Regions from separate parts of the Mus musculus genome. Here region 2 is linked to region 1. A link is a contact called in public Hi-C data. All regions are on one chromosome and are shown on one strand. Each heading gives the region's core, a stretch centred on a gene start, on an enhancer-like site or on the middle of the called end of the contact. The rest is flanking DNA. Distances are from core to core; before and after follow the strand shown.

Region 1 (7,715 bases), core at 1,483-3,982:
GGTCATACCAGACAAGTCGCACGGGATCGGGTTTGCCTAGCAGAAATGCACAGGACCCAGCACCACCCTTCCTGCCACGCGCAGGACGAACTCCCGCTGCTGCCACTCCCGGGGCTCGAAGGAAGAAACTCGTGGACTCCCTTTAATCTACTGCTCAAGTTGCTTAGGGAGAAACTAGGTATCCAGCTGGTTAAATGGCTGGTCTTGAAAAACCAATAATAATGATAATAATTCTAACCCTGATTATCATTATTATTAAACCATAAATCATTTTTTCCCAAGTGCCATACTCTCATAGGGCATCAAATTCCTCCAAGGCCCGCCTCATCACAGGTGTTCCCTCTACTGGGGCCACCCTAAGCCTGTTCAGCTACAGTGTCATTTATGCCCAGACTGATCCAGAGTCTAATTATTCAAGGAGGATCAGGGTCAGATTTTCTAAGAATGCTTTGCATAGCTTGAAGTCTTGGGAGAAAAGCAGTGGTAACCTTATTCCTAGATTGGTTAAAGTAGCTCCCAGTTCACTTCCAGGCAAACATTAAACATTTCCATGGACAGAACTCAAGCCGGCAAGTGTGTCTGACCTGCCAGTGTGGCAAGTTCCATGCTGGAGAGCTATGAAACTCAGAGACTATAAAAAAATGAATGATTAAAAGATGTACTTTTTTTTTTTTTTTTTTTTTCCGAGACAGGGTTTCTCTTTATAGCCCTGGCTGTCCTAAAACTCAATTTGTAGACCAGGCTGTCCTCGAACTCAGAAATCCGCCTGCCTCTGCCTCCCGAGTAAAGGGATTAAAGGCGTGCAACACCCACCCCCCCCCACCCCCCCACCCCCCCGTCGTAAGTGTACATTTTTTATGGAGGGCACATTCATAGCTATCCTGGGCAAATGGACCCTGCAAGTTGCATGCTGGGTACTCTTGCTACAGGGACACCTGGGATGAGAGATAAAACAGCTGCCAGTTGATTCCTAAGAGGGATGCTCCTCTTTGTAAATGTCCCGATTATGCAGATTATCTGCTTAGTCTATACCATAGAACCCAGAAACCCCGTCCATGTTTCTGTATCTCCAGGAAACAATCCTACATATCTTGAAGTCTCTGTTTCTTGACGAATATTTTTTTTTCAGATATTTAAAAAATTCTGGGCTGGTGAGATGGCTCAGTGGGTAAGAGCACCCGACTGCTCTTCCAAAGGTCCGGAATTCAAATCCCAGCAACCACATGGTGGCTCACAACCATCTCTAACAAGATCTGACGCCCTCTTCTGGAGTGTCTGAAGACAGCTACAGTGTACTTACATATAATAAATAAATAAATCTTTAAAAAAAAAATCTACCAGTACTCAAGAAGTGGGCCAGCCTAGTCAACGTAGAAATTCCAGGGTTCCATTCCAGCCAGGGCTACACAGTGACCCCCTGTCTCAAAACAATAAAACAATGAACACTCATTAATTTAAGAAAAAAAAATTTTAACAATGTTTCATACCCTCATTACTAACCACAAAAACCTCTGAGATAAAATGAAGGTACAGACTCAGTCAAGGAGTCTGTGAACTTTGCCTAAGGTTGGATGGCTTTTGAGGGGTTGTGAACTTGTGTGTCCAGCCAAGGACTTTGTTTCTCAACAAGGACAGCAATAGCTTTGCTTACAAATTTAGTGCCTTTCAGAGTCATTTAGTTCTTACCAAGCATATTCTAAGCTATGCTCGAACTCTGGTACACACACTGTCCTTTGGTCCTTAACTTCAGTCTACTGTGAAGCGGCTATGAATCCTGACAAGCAAGGAATGAGGATCTTAAAAAAAGGAAGCGCACAATTCATCCGCATTCCACTCTAAGCTCCCCCCAGGCCTTGTGAGCATGGATCCGCTCAGCAGGACAGCAGAATTGCATCCACCAAACCTGTAAGGCAAAGACACTGAAGCGTGTTTGCAGTAATTTGGAATTACCTTTTTATTAATCGCAAGGGCAGGCAGGGTGGGTTAGTTGCGCAGATATATTCAGCCACAGAGCAGTGGTTAGATTCGCGGATTGTCTCAACCGGGTCTAGTGAGTCTCACCCTTTACCTGAGGCCAGGACAAAGGCTGGGACGCTGTGGAAGCGCACAGGGCCGCAACTGCGGCCACCTTCACACTCTACGAAGGCGGTCACCAGACCACACGGGCAGTGGATGTTGACCTGAGCCTCCCGGGCGCCTTTTGGGGGAGCGGGCACCAGTCCAAAGTCGAGCGCGAAGCGGCCCAGCGCTAGCACCGCGTGACCGCACATGGAGCTGTAGCCTTCGTTGTGCAAGAACAGGACGCCTAGGTGTGCGTCTGGCAGCTCACTGGGCACCAGGATGGCCCCGTACATGTCCCGGTGGCCGCGGGGCTCGAACACGAGCCGCCGCCGGATGTAGTCGAGGTGTTGACGCATGTAGCGACGCTTGGCCAGCAACGTGGGCCCTGCCACCTCCGGACACCCGGCGTGCACGATGCGCAGAGGCTCGCCGCCTGTGTGCATGTCCACCACCGACAGTGCTGGCGTCCTCGGGTCGTTTGGGGGCAGCCGGGTCACTGCCAGCGCCGCCTCCATTGTCTGCGTCCAGGGACTGCCGCACAGCGCGGTGGTGCTCTCTCCAAGCAGGGAGAAAGCGCCAAACCCAACGGGAGAACGCGCAGAACCGGTGGCAATCTCAGGGCCAAGCCGGCGAGCAGAGATCACCCAGCGACCAGCGTCCGGAATCTTAGACTGGGCGCGCCCGAGCTAGCAGGATTCAGAGTTAGACTCCCAACAGGGGCGAGCCTGGGCGACAGGACAGGGAGCGTGGGCAGGGATTAGAAAACTAGACCCCCCAAATGGGGGCGTGGCTCCAGAGGTTTGAACACACGGAGGGGGCGGGGCTTCGGAACTTGCTCCAGCAGCGGGGCGGGGCTCGGAGGCTGGACTGCTCGGCGGGGGCGGGGCCTCGGAGACTAGACACGCGGCAGGGGCAGGGCCTAGAAAAGGAGCCAATAAAATAGGGGCGGGGCTCCAGAGACTACTCTGCGGAGGCGGTGCCTAGAAAACTAGCCCGCACGATGGGGGCGGTCCTCGGAGACCTCAATGCAGGGTAGGAGCGAGGCCTCGGCGACTTGAATGCACGGGGTGGGCGGAGCTACGAGCTTCGTCTAGGAAACGGGGGCGGGACCTCAGGGCCCCTTCAAAGAGACACTGGAGGCGGTGGAGACCAGTTCAAGTTGGAGGCAGGGCGGGGACGAGACCTGAGTCTGGACCCGGAAAAGGTGGAGCCTCTGAGCTCAAACCCGGAAGCGAGAGAGAGAGAGAGAGAGAGAGAGAGAGAGAGAGAGAGAGAGAGAGAGGCTTCCAAGCCTAGATTAGGAAACTAGGTTTCTGGGAATCCTAGGCCTGGAAGTCCGCCGCGTGCACCCCCGACACCCCTAGCGGGGGAAGCGGTGGTGGGGCGGGACTCGGAGCCGAATGTAGCAGGGGCGGGGTTCCAGCGTGCTTGCCAGGCTAGCGGGAGGCGGAGCGGCTGAGAGCGCTGTGGCCCGGATGTTCGGGCGCTGCGTTCGGACCCGCTGATCCCCGGCTTCTCAGGGGAACCTAGTGTGGCCAATGGGTAAGTGGTCGATTAGGCTGCGGGCGTGTCTCTGTCCTTTTTTCCTATTGCTTTTCCTCGCATTGTCTTGGGCTCGCCATCGGGCCGACAGCTCTGCTGCAGCGAGCAGCCTGGCCCTTGGCTGCGCTGAGCCCAGGCACTGACTTCTCCCGGGGTTGGGATGGTCTGCTCCAGAATGGCTGGAGAAGAGCGCTTGTGCAGAATTAAAGGCTGAGTCTTTGTTGTGCTCTTCCTGTGTCCCTTCCTTCAGTCCCTTTGTTCTTGTCCAGGAAAGCATTCCTGGTGGTTGACTTCAGAATTAGAAGCAGAGTTAGAACAGGACAAGGAAGCAGAACCTAATTGCCACGAGACTTGCTTTTTCAACCTCAAATGTAATAGTTGTTTTTCAAGACAGGGTTTGTCCTTGTAGCCTTAGTCGACCTGGAACTTGCTCTGTAGACCAGGCTAACCTCGAACGCAGAGTTCCACCTGCCTCCGCCTCCATAGTGCTGGGTTGAAAGGCGTGCACTATTACACTGGACATCAAATGTAAATACATTAAGCCCTTCACAAAGGGTCTTAGACTGCTGCAGAAAAAAACAAGGACAACATTTTAGCTATAGCTCACCAATGGCTATGAAAGGTTGTACAGATTCTTCTCGTTAGGTAAATGAGCTTTGGTTTGTTGGCCTTGGTTTTGAGATCTTTTAGACGCAAAGCCCATGGAGAAGGGACTTCCTTCTCATTACAGTTCAGTTGTGTTTAAAAAAGGTGTTAAGGATTGGCTGGAGAGATGGCTCAGTGATTAAGAGCACTTGCTGCTTTTCGTGGGGTTTGATCCCCAGAACCTCCACAGCGGCTCAGGACCCTTAGTAACTGCAGTTCAGTGGCTCCTATATCCCTTTCTGACTTTCTCCTCTTTTGGCCTCTGCGGGAACTTGGCTGGTACATGGTGCACAGACATAAATGCAGGCAAAACACAAATACACATGAAAACACAATACTATAATAATAAAAGTTTGTTTTTAAGATTATAAAATAAAGAAGAATTTTTTTAAAAAAAAGATGTCAGATACTTGGTAAAGTGAAAATATCAAACATGAGACATTTCAGACTTTTTTCTGTTTTCCCTCGGCAACATAAGTCCCCCCAAAAAACAACAACAACAACAACAAAAAAAACAAAAACAAAAAACAAAACTGTTCTCCAGGAATTTGAAAGGAGAAAGGGCCTTGTAACCAGAGTCTCCACATGAAAAGTTTGAGGAAATTATTGTTCAGCAATAATAACACGTGTAAATTCACACGTAGGCCAGCATTGTTTTGGATTCATTTCATAGCAAATGGCAGATTCTTACAGAAGCCAGCCTCACTGCCATCGTCCTCTGAGTACCTTTGTGGCTTTGAGCAGCACTTTCCATAATTGGTGTAGAGGATCAGGTGTCACTGATACAGAGGAGTAATTTCTCTTCGATGAAGTCTTAGATAATTTGGAGATCCTCGGGTTTTTGTCTTAAAAGAGCTGTTTTTAATTCCCCTCATCCCTTTAAGAAATTGATTGCAAGAAATTGATTGTTCTCAAGTAATTGCTCAGAAGCTCAGTGCCAGCACTGATGGGATCTACCCTTGTCAAAAATCATAAAAACTGGGCTAATGCTTTGATATGGAGGTGAATTGATTTGTTTTAAAGACCTACCTTCTGCTCTGAAGTTCTCTTTTCAGAATGTGGACAATTCAGCATTTCTGTTATGAATAAAAAATGAGTCTGTGTGCCCAGTGTCTCTATTTGGCCAAATGAAGAATAGTGACTGTAGCTGGTCTTTGTAGTTTTACCACTCCTTATCAATAGATAGGAGAGAAAGATGCACAGGTGGGGGGGGGGGGGTGTTTAGATAATAAAGATCTCTGAATCTAATTTTTTTCTTGCTTCTTCTTTGCTTGTAGCTGGCCTTTGCTGCTTTGCAGATTCTTTTTCCCCCGACATACACTCTCTGGTCCTCCTTTCTCCCAGTTTCATCCCCTGTCACCAGATAGGAGAGAAGGAAGGATGGGGGAGGGGAATAGAGCTCCTTGAATTTCTTCTTGTTTCTTCTTTGAACATAGCCACTGACTGCACCCAAACCTCCTCAACGACCAACCACCCCTACCCTGCCTCTCAGAGCCCTACCATTACTCTCTGAAGAGTTTCCAGAATTCTAAACGTCACACAACTGCAGGAACCTTCTGCTAGAGCCCGAGGCGAATCACAGTCAGCTGCTGTGAAGCAGCCTCATATCCCATCCCCATGCCTGAGACTAAAATGAAAGCATAGTATTTTGAATTCTCACTACAAGTGGCTTTCTATCCGAGATTTTTCTTTTCTTTTCTTTCTTTTTTTTTTAAGTTTTATTTATTTATTTTATGTATGTGAGTACACTGTCTCTGTCTTCAGACACACCAGAAGAGGGCATCAGATCTCATTAAGGATGGTTGTGACCCACCATGTGGTTGCTGGGATTTGAACTCAGGACCTTCGGAAGAGCAGTCTGTGCTCTTAACCGCTGAGCCATCTTTCCAGCCCCCGTGATTTCTTTTAATTAAAATTTTAAGTTGTGTGCTTGTGTATGGTGTATGATAGGCATGGGGCTGGGGGTGTGCCTGCTACAGCCCACACATGGAGGTCAGGAGACAGCTCTCTGGAGTCCTCTTTACCATGGGCTCTAGAAGTCAAGACTCCTGAGTTAGTCAGGCGTGCTCATCAAGCGCTTTTACCAGAGCTACCTCTCTGGCCCCTATCAGGGATTTCAATAATAATAATAATAATAATAATAATAATAATAATAATAATAATAATAGTTCTTATGACCTTATAACCAATGAAACTCTAAACTCCAATCATAGGGACTGGCTTCCTAGAGCCATTGGGAAGATTCAGGGTTAGGTGTCTGGGGCTAGAACCTGCTGTGCTGGTTAGAATAGGAGACTCCAGAAGAGCAGCAAGATGCAAGTATAACTTTCTGTGCTGTCACAGTGTGACAGTGTGTCGAGACTTGTCTGTTATGTAATTTTAAAGTGAGGTTGAGATAGTTGTTGTCAGTTACTTCAGCTATTCTCAGGCTACTCTTGTTTATAATCACAAAAGATGTTACTATACTGGCATTTGTTTTTAAAAAGCTGTCGATATTCAACCAGCATGCCTTGGACTCTACTGTGGGAAGACCCTATTATTTAAAAATGGCTCAAGTGAAATCTATGGAGAATGTGGGGTAAGTCCTATGTTGATATTATTTCATTGTAAGATTTGTTTGTTCTGGAAACGTTGTACATGTAGATTTTTTTTTTGTTAAATATATTCATGAATGTATAAGAATATGGTATTAATAAAAACCTTGTTTATATTGGCATGGTGATAACTATATTAAACCTTTCTTGACAGTCACAGATATTAAAAGATACTTTATAATGTCTAAGTACTGTCTAATAATTTAGCAAAGTGTTTTGCATAGTGAATTAACATGCCAACTCCAGAATACTTCTGCAGTAGTCTTTGTATGATGTTACTAACAAGGTTTTTCACTGAATATTAGCTAGCTATTTTAGCAACTAAATGAAAAGACTCTTCATTAGCATTTTATAGATAGCACAGGTCATGTGGATTTCTTGAAGTGGCTTCTCTTTGAGATTTCTTCTTATTCTGCTTATAGGCTTGGTTTTCTTTGTTAATTTTCAAAAGCTACACATACATACTAAGATGTTTAAAATACAGTGGAATCCCTTATAGAATGATCCTAAAACAGTATTTATACCTGTTGTAGGTATGCCCAAGAGGACAGAGGACCAATGCACAGAAGTACTGTCAGCCTTGCACAGAGTCCCCAGAACTTTACGACTGGCTCTATCTGGGCTTTATGGCTATGCTTCCTCTTGTTCTGCATTGGTTCTTCATTGAATGGTACTCGGGGAAAAAGAGGTGAGCATGTGTGATCGTATCTGCGTAGACTAGTGCTGGGGGAAGGACTACTTATTGTCATGTCAAGTCACAGTCTTCTGCTGACTGCCACCCTCAGCCTGTTTCGAAGGGGACAACTTTCTCTTTTTCTTTTTCTTTCTGTTTCTTCCCTGTAATAAGAAAACAGTAGTAGGGCAGATCTTAGT
Region 2 (7,715 bases), core at 1,784-4,283, 1.0 Mb before region 1:
CAGTTAAGCGAGAGACCTTGTCTCAGCGCAGTGCAGTGTCGGAGAGTGACAGAAGACATCTGTTCCCGTGTTTTGCATCCCTATGTGCATGAGCACATGCATCAATGTGTTCATATGCACCCACACATCTGTGTGCATGCACCACACACACATGCGATATACAAAACCTTGATCTTTCAGTTAATTAATCTAGTTTTACTGAGTCTGCTTCATCAACTAATTTCACTTTTTTTTTTTTTTTTTTTTTTTTGGTTTTTTGAGACAGGGTTTTTCTGTGTAGCCCTGGCTGTCCTGGAACTCACTCAGTAGACCAGGCTGGCCTCGAACTCGGAAATCTTTCTGCCTCTGCCTCCCAAGTGCTGGGATTACAGGCGTGCGCCACCACTGCCCCCCTTCAAATTCTTTTAATGAATATCTAAGACTCCTTCACCATAAGCTCCCTTCCACTTTCTTATTTTATTTTTTTATTTTTAAAGCATCTGAGTGCTCTATCTGCATGAATGTCTGTGTGCCAGAAGAGGGCATCGGATCCCATTACAGATGGTTGTGAGCCACCATGTGGTTGCTGTGGATTGAACTCAGGATCTCTGGATGAGCAGTCAGTGCTCTTAACCACTGAGCCATTTTTTCAGCCCCAGCTTTTTTTATTTTTAAGTTTTATTTATTATTTATATGTAGCTGTCTTCAGACACACCAGAAGAGGGCATCAGATCCCATTACAGATGGTTGTAAGCCATCTTGTGGTTGCTGGAATTTGAACTCGGGACCTCTGGAAGAGCTGCTGTCAGTGCTCTTAACCGCTGAGCCATGTATCCAGCCCAAGCCCCAGCTTTTTTATTTTGAGGCAGGGTTTTACATATTTCAGGCTGGCCTCCAATTTGCCAGTCCGCCTAGGATGACCTTGAACTTCACCTCCCAGACACCATTGGCCCAGGCATGCTAGGCAGGCACTCTTCCACCCAGCTACTTTCCTTACTACGCCTAAGCTAACTTCTTCAATTTGTGCGCCTTTACTCCACCCTGAGTTAATGAGTGTTACCTGAGGACAGGAGTGAGCTTGCTTTGCCTTGACTGTAAATTCCTCAGAAGACAGGCAAGTGTGGGCTTTTCATTGTGACTCCCAAGAACATGCGCTCTACACATAAAGCAGACTATGTTGGGAGTTATAGACTCATTCTTTAAACCCAGTGTAGCAGCGCACGCCTTTGATCCCAGTGCTCAGGAGGCAGAGGCAGATTTCTGAGTTTGAGGCCAGCCTGGACTACAGAATAAGTCCTAGGATAGCCAGGGCTACACAGAGAAACTCTGACTTGAAACCCCCTGTCTCCCCAAAAAAGTGGTAGTAATTTTTTAGTACTGGTACATAAAGTAAACTAAGGAAGTAATAGAAAGGAAGGATCTCCACCCTTAGATGTTTAACGCTGTAGAAATGGCGGTTTCATGGCACAGAAGAAGGGACAGATGGTCACAGAGGGTCTTTTATGAGAGGTCGGAGACTGCTTAGGTGTAGTTGTCTCACAAAAATCCTCTTTGACCGATGGTGAGAGAGAGGAGGGGGAGAATAGGATGCAACTGCAAATATCATTGACCCTTGAAGCAGAAGGGCCTTCCAAGGGTCACCTAAAACTCAGGGATAATTCTGCAGATAGTTCTGAAAAGGAATGGTATTTGTGCTGCATGTTTGGGAATATTCATAAGACTGTTTACAGAAATCAATATGGAGGCCATTAGAGTAGCTCCCAGGTGATGTGATGAGACTTGGACTTCTATTTATTTACATCTCAGGACTTGACTACCACACCTCTTCTAGCTGAGTAGGGCTAATTTTCCTGCCTTTGGCACTGTCCTGTGCCTGGTGTACCAATGGGTCATCCCCCTGTTGTGTTCTTTCTTGTATGTCTTAGATTTGCCCCTCTGTGTGAAGCACAGCGACTCTTACTAGTCTGACAGTTATTAGTACCTAGTACTCACAAGACCTGTATTTGTCTCTGAAGCCAAAGTGTGGCCATCCATGTCTGTGATCTTAACAATTAGGAGAGTAGTGTAAGTTCAGAGTCATCCTCCATTACCTACAAGGTTCTGGGCAGATGAGACCTGCCAAAAACCAAACAGTAATCAATAAGAGTATCTAAAAACCCAGTGCAGTGTGGTGTCGCACAACTTGAATCTTTGGAAACAGAGGCCAGCAGACCTCTGAGTTTGAGGCCAGCCAGGTTTACATAGTGAAACCTTGTCTCAAAAAATAAGTAAGTAAGTAAGTAAGTAAGTAAGTAAGTAAATAAATAAATAAATAAATAAATAAATAAAAATCTGGCTCTGTGGTATTGAACATGATAGTTATAAAGTGTATATTGTTATAATAATAAACTGAATGAATGAAACTTAGTTACAAAGAATGGAGTTGGGAGCCAGAGTGTGAGTGAGTGTCTGAGACACACTTTTGCCTACAACGTCCAGGACTCTGGGTTTGTTAAGGATTAAGAGTATCATGAGTAAGTCTGTCTCAGCAACTTTAGAAGTGTGCTACCCAGCTTGAGTTTTTAAAATACAAACCACGACTACAGTACTCAAAAATTACTCACTAAGCACACTGCTAAGGCATTTTTTACTTTCAAAGGCTAGATTAAAAGTTTTCTTTTCAATGACAAACTGAAAATTGTTCATGCCCTGTTAAAAAAGATCTTAGGTGGTTTCTAACCGCCAGATTTTAAAGCAGATGCGTACTGAGGTGTCTTAGATGAAGGTCTGGAGTGCTGCTTCAGTGACCTCAGAGCACAGTGACCTGCAGAGGACCAGAGTGTAGGGCACCCACAGGACTGACGCCTCTGGTCTCTCTGTGAGTGCATGCATGTGCACACACAATGGAAAAATAACAAAAACCAAATCAGTGGCTTGTCCCTTCAATCCCAGCACTCAGGGGACAGAGGGAGACAAACATCTGTGGGCTTGAGGCCAGCCTGGTCTACATAGTCATTTCCAAGCTAGTTAATGATACATAGTAAGATCCTGTTTCAAAAGAAAGAAACAAAAATACTCACCACCAATTAAACAAACTGCACTGTGCCAGAGGGAGGAGAGTACAGAGTTCAGTCATCCTTGGCTATGTAGTAAAGTTGACGCGAACTTGGGCTATTAGGAGTCCCTATCTGAAAAAAATGAAAAGAACAGACCATACATCCATAAATGTTACTGTTTTGGATAAAAAATCAAGTCTTGAGCCAGGAAGATAGTTGCACCTGTAGAGATGCTTATGCCAAGCACAAGCCTGTGGCCTGAGTTTGATCCCAGGGCCACATGAGGAAAGAGAAAATGGTAGCAAGTTGCCATCTGACCTTCATAGGATGCTAGGATACATGTGTACCCTTCCTCACAAATGAATAAATGTGATAAAATATCTTATTTAGGTTTGAATAAGCTCTAATTTTTAAAGTGATACTATTTTAACTTATATTTCATTATTAATTTTTATTACCTAGTGAGCATGTTAATATCTAGAAAGCCAATATGCTAAAAAATAATGAAATAAATTTTGTAATTTATTAGTAATGGGAGCTATTAGAAATTGAGCTATTTCTTGTAAAACATAATCCATATGAAACATTAGCAGATCCAGAAAAATTTTTAAATTTATTTGATTTGATTTCTTTATGTATGGGGTGTTTAGCTTCCGTGTATGTCTGTGTACCAACAGGGTGGCTGGCCCTTGTGAAGCCAAAAGAAGGGGTCAGATTCCCTGGAATAGAAGTTACAGACAATTGTGAGCCATCATGTAGTTGCCAGGGACAGAGCCTGTGTCATCTGCACCCTCTCAGCTGCTAAGCTGTCTCTCCAGTCTCCCTGCCCCCAAGTTATTTCTAACATTACATTCTTGGGCCTGGCAAGATGGTCAGTAGGTCAAGGTGCTTGCCACTGCTGCTGACAAACCTGAACCGGAGCCCTAGGAAACCCACATGGTGGCCGGAGAGAACCAAGGCTTACCAAGTTGTACTTTGACCTCTACATGAGGGTAACAGCAAACTTGAACTCTCCCTACCCCATACACAAGTAGATGAATAGACATAATTAAAAAAACTAAAGCATTCTTGTTGAGGGATGTGACTGAGTAGATGAGTCCTTTCCTAACAGATGAAAGTTAGGACGGGAGTAGGGGAGGGGGGGTGGGGAGGGGGGGTAGTAAATAACAAAATAAACGTTCATTTTCTGAGCAAGGGGAGTCAGTCGATTCTGATTTTGTATTCCAGGTTGTCTCTCCCAGCTGCAATGATGACGTCACAGTGAAAAAAGATCAGTGTTTAGTTCGATCATTTATTGATTCTAAATTGTGAGTAATGAAACACCATCCAGTAATGATTCATAGGGCTGGGACACAGTGATTGGCCACCTACCATAAAGGGACTCATTCAAGTTGAAACTGAGAGGTTGTTATTACTGTGCTTATGTAGGGTACCTTTAGCTGATAAATTTTATGTAAAAATAACAATAAGTGGCAGCAGTATTAAAGACCTGTATTTGTAATTAAAAATATATATAGTTTATTGAAAAATTTCATATTTTTATCATGTGCTATTTCATATTATGAATTATGAAGCTTCTTAATAAACTATTGGTAAAATAAGTATTTTCACTTTTAATTTTAAAGAAGACTTTGAGAAACTTTCCTTTAATTTTGTATTTTTATTAAAACAGTAAAATTCATATTTTTAAGTTGTTCTCTATGAAAGATATACCATAGTATATATAATCATAAAAATATTTTAGCAAATTAACAAAAATTAGGAAATATTAAACAAAATGGGTGTTATCTATAAGTATTGAAATGACTTTGTTGATTGAAACTATTGTCTATAGGAAGGTTGTATATTTGGAAACATTGTAAATTCCAGGCTCTCAAATAAGAGTACTTGAGTACATGAAACTTAAAAGATACAACTTTGCCTCCAAGGTTTTTTTTTTTTGTTTTTGTTTTTTGTTTTTTGTTTTTTTAAGATTTATTTATTTATTATATGTAAGTACACTGTAGTTGTCTTCAGATACACCAGAAGAGGGCATCAGATCTCATTACGGGTGGTTGTGAGCCACCATGTGGTTGCTGGGATTTGAACTTCGGACCTTCGGAAGAGCAGTCGGGTGCCCTTACCCACTGAGCCATCTCACCAGCCCCGCCTCCAAGGTTTTACTAAGGATCAGGGCATTATGGCCTTTGGCTTTTATAAAACACTATTTGAGGAAATAATTTTCATTTCTTGAGGTCTTATGTATGTGTGGATATGGATTGCTTAAATGATGTTTTTCATTTAATAAGTAGTTCTGTGTTTTGTTCTTTTTTCATAGTTATTCTATAGCAAGAAAGGACATTAAGGAACTGGACATTCTCACTCTACCAGAATCTGAGCTCTGTGCTAGGCCAGGTACGTGAAAGCAGAGTCAGTTTATTTCATGATGTGACCGTGTTTAGAAAATAACAAGTACTGACTATTACCATATTCACCGTTTGGAATCCTGTATCTGCCCTGTCATCCGTGGGCTGCGTGTGGCCCAATACAGTGTCAGTAACCTTACAGAGTGAGCGTTTCTGCTGCTCCTTGCCTTGTGCCTGCGCTCGGTTTCTGAGTGTGAGCCTCACAGATAATGTGTTGGACACACCTGAATGATACTCTCACTTAATGGCATTTTTTTCATGTCTCGATAAAATATTTGGTTTGTAAATTGTACAGATTTAACTCTGCATGTTTGATCGTTAGTATTTCTTCTTTCAGAGGGGTGCAGAAGGGTTGTCTCTTTACATAGGCCTGGTTGTTCTGGAACTCACTGCGTGGCCTTGAACTCACAGGGATCCACCTGCCTTTGTCTCCCAACTGCTGAGATTAAAGTCATGCACTACCACACCTGGGCTGACCTAGTTCTAGTAGTGGGGCTAGAGATGGCTCACAGGTTAAGAGCACTTGTTACTGTTACTCTTGCAGAGGACCCAGGTTTGGTTCCCAGCACCCACATGGCGGCTCACAACCATCTGTAATCAGTTCTCGGGAATTTAATGCTACTGGTGGACTGGAGTCTGCCCATAAATAAACACAGGACAGTCATACATAAAATAAAAGTAAATTCTTTTCTTTAAAAGGCGATTTCTAATCTTTGCCAGGCTTGGTGTCACTTAAGAGGTGTCCATGTTAAGGTCGCAAGTTCCAGGCTAGATTGGGCTGCATAGTGACACCCTGTCTCATAGCAGTAAGCAAACATAAACGCCTACAGATTGTAATAAAATCTACATGGTCTTCTGACTCATGAGACCCCCTGATTTCCTCTATCATTTTGAGAATAATGGGTGGACTTGGCTTGAGCCTTCAGACTGAGCGGCTGGCATCTCCCTCCCCTCATTCCGGAGCAACTGCCAAAGTCCATGTTTCCTTTCAGGGCTGCGAAGAGCAAGTGTCTTCCTAAAAGGTAGGATTGTTCCTGATAATTGGAAAATGGATATAAGTGAAATCCTTGAGTCCTCCAGCAGTGATGACGAAGAATGCCCAGCTGAGGAACATGAAGAGGAGAAGGAAAAAGAGGCCAAAAAGGAGGAAGAAGAGCTGGTAGGTCAACGCTGTGGTTTGTTTGTTTGTTTGTTTGTTTGTTTTCTAGTGAAAATAATACCTCTATGCTTTTGCTCTGGGGCGTTTGTTTTTGTCTGAAACATTTCTTAGCTTAATTTGGTTAAGGAGTTGTGGCTAGTTGGCTTAGAGTGTAGTGTATAAATCAGGACTGGTTTTCAGCATAAAGTTACCAAAAAGTACTTTTCGAGGTTAATCAACAAGGTTTTGGGGAGGGGGGGATCAGGTATTTTCCGTGTTTACCAGTTGTCAGTGTGTGATGTCATTGTTACCATCCTGCTTTCAGGGTGCTCTGAGACTCAGAAGTTAACTGTCCTGAGCTGGCACAGCTAAAATGTGCAGTGTAGGGATTTGAACCCCGGTCTTGTTTCTCCTAACTTAGAAACCTTTTAGGGGTTAAATATCCTAATTACATCCAAAGAAAAACACACCTGGCAGCTTGACAAATCATAGAAAAAACTGTAGATTGTGATTTTATCATGAGTGGGTTTCTTTGTACTGCAGCCGTGTTGTGCATGCTCTGATTGTAGGTTACAGAAGCCATCCATAGGGTTACCGTGGCTGCTCAGATGCTGCCAGGCTGTGGAGTCGCCAGGGTTTTGTTAAACGGGATGAATTTTCTAGTGTAATTTCAGTTGTTGAGAGGCAAAACAAAGCATGAGTTTATTGAAAACGACCACCTATTTGAGCATGAAAAATTCTGCCTTGAAAATGTGCGATGCTTTTGTTTGTTTTACATGCACACGTGTGAGCTTTTGGAACGCCACGGCTAGATTTATATGTGGGGAAGAATGTATGCTGGTTCTTGCCTTTGACTTCCCCTGCAGCATTTGGCTTTTTACACTCTGAAATCAGAATGGCGGTTCATACTTACAGGCTGCCGACAGAGTTGCCATAGTAACATGCTGTTGGTTTTAAGTGAGCATGCTCAGAAAGACAGGAAGGGTTAGCAGAGGCTTGGCAGGTTGCCAGTGGAGGTTTGCCAGCTGCTTTGAAATGGGCTGTCTTTCTCTTCCTTTCATGTAATGTCTGATTTTTATGTGGAAGAGAATGTAAGTAGTGCTGTATCGCCCTGCGGATGCTGTGACCTCAGAGGGGACAGCAGATATTTGCCAATCA

The links. A called contact is a pair of places that touch in the nucleus more often than the background predicts.
Region 2: a contact with region 1 is called in a Hi-C map of liver, with 3 times the contacts expected there. The contact joins the enhancer-like site here to the promoter of L3hypdh in region 1. A contact is called at or near these places in 5 of 39 promoter capture datasets (the 3T3-L1 cell line, embryonic stem cells, hippocampal neurons and 2 more), 1 of 484 Hi-C or Micro-C datasets (liver), 1 of 115 datasets of contacts at active chromatin or transcription factors (astrocytes) and 1 of 9 other capture datasets (pancreatic islet).

What each region holds. Positions count from the first base shown.
Region 1 is chr12:72,082,581-72,090,295 of GRCm38.p6, forward strand. L3hypdh (L-3-hydroxyproline dehydratase (trans-)) reads right to left here and starts at 2,733. Exons shown (of 5, transcript NM_026038.2): 1 at 2,069-2,733. The coding sequence starts at 2,576. Jkamp (JNK1/MAPK8-associated membrane protein) reads left to right here and starts at 3,259. Exons shown (of 7, transcript NM_024205.2): 1 at 3,259-3,603; 2 at 6,735-6,826; 3 at 7,376-7,530. The coding sequence starts at 3,600.
Region 2 is chr12:71,040,783-71,048,497 of GRCm38.p6, forward strand. Arid4a (AT rich interactive domain 4A (RBP1-like)) reads left to right here. Exons shown (of 24, transcript NM_001081195.1): 9 at 4,242-4,321; 10 at 5,332-5,408; 11 at 6,412-6,578. Among named protein-coding and RNA genes, the nearest start is that of Arid4a, 29 kb to the left of the region's middle. Within about 2 kb of position 3,034, at least 9 of the 459 cell types and tissues checked have an H3K27ac peak or open chromatin away from gene starts, as enhancers often do. A contact at or near this core is called in liver, where this site is marked.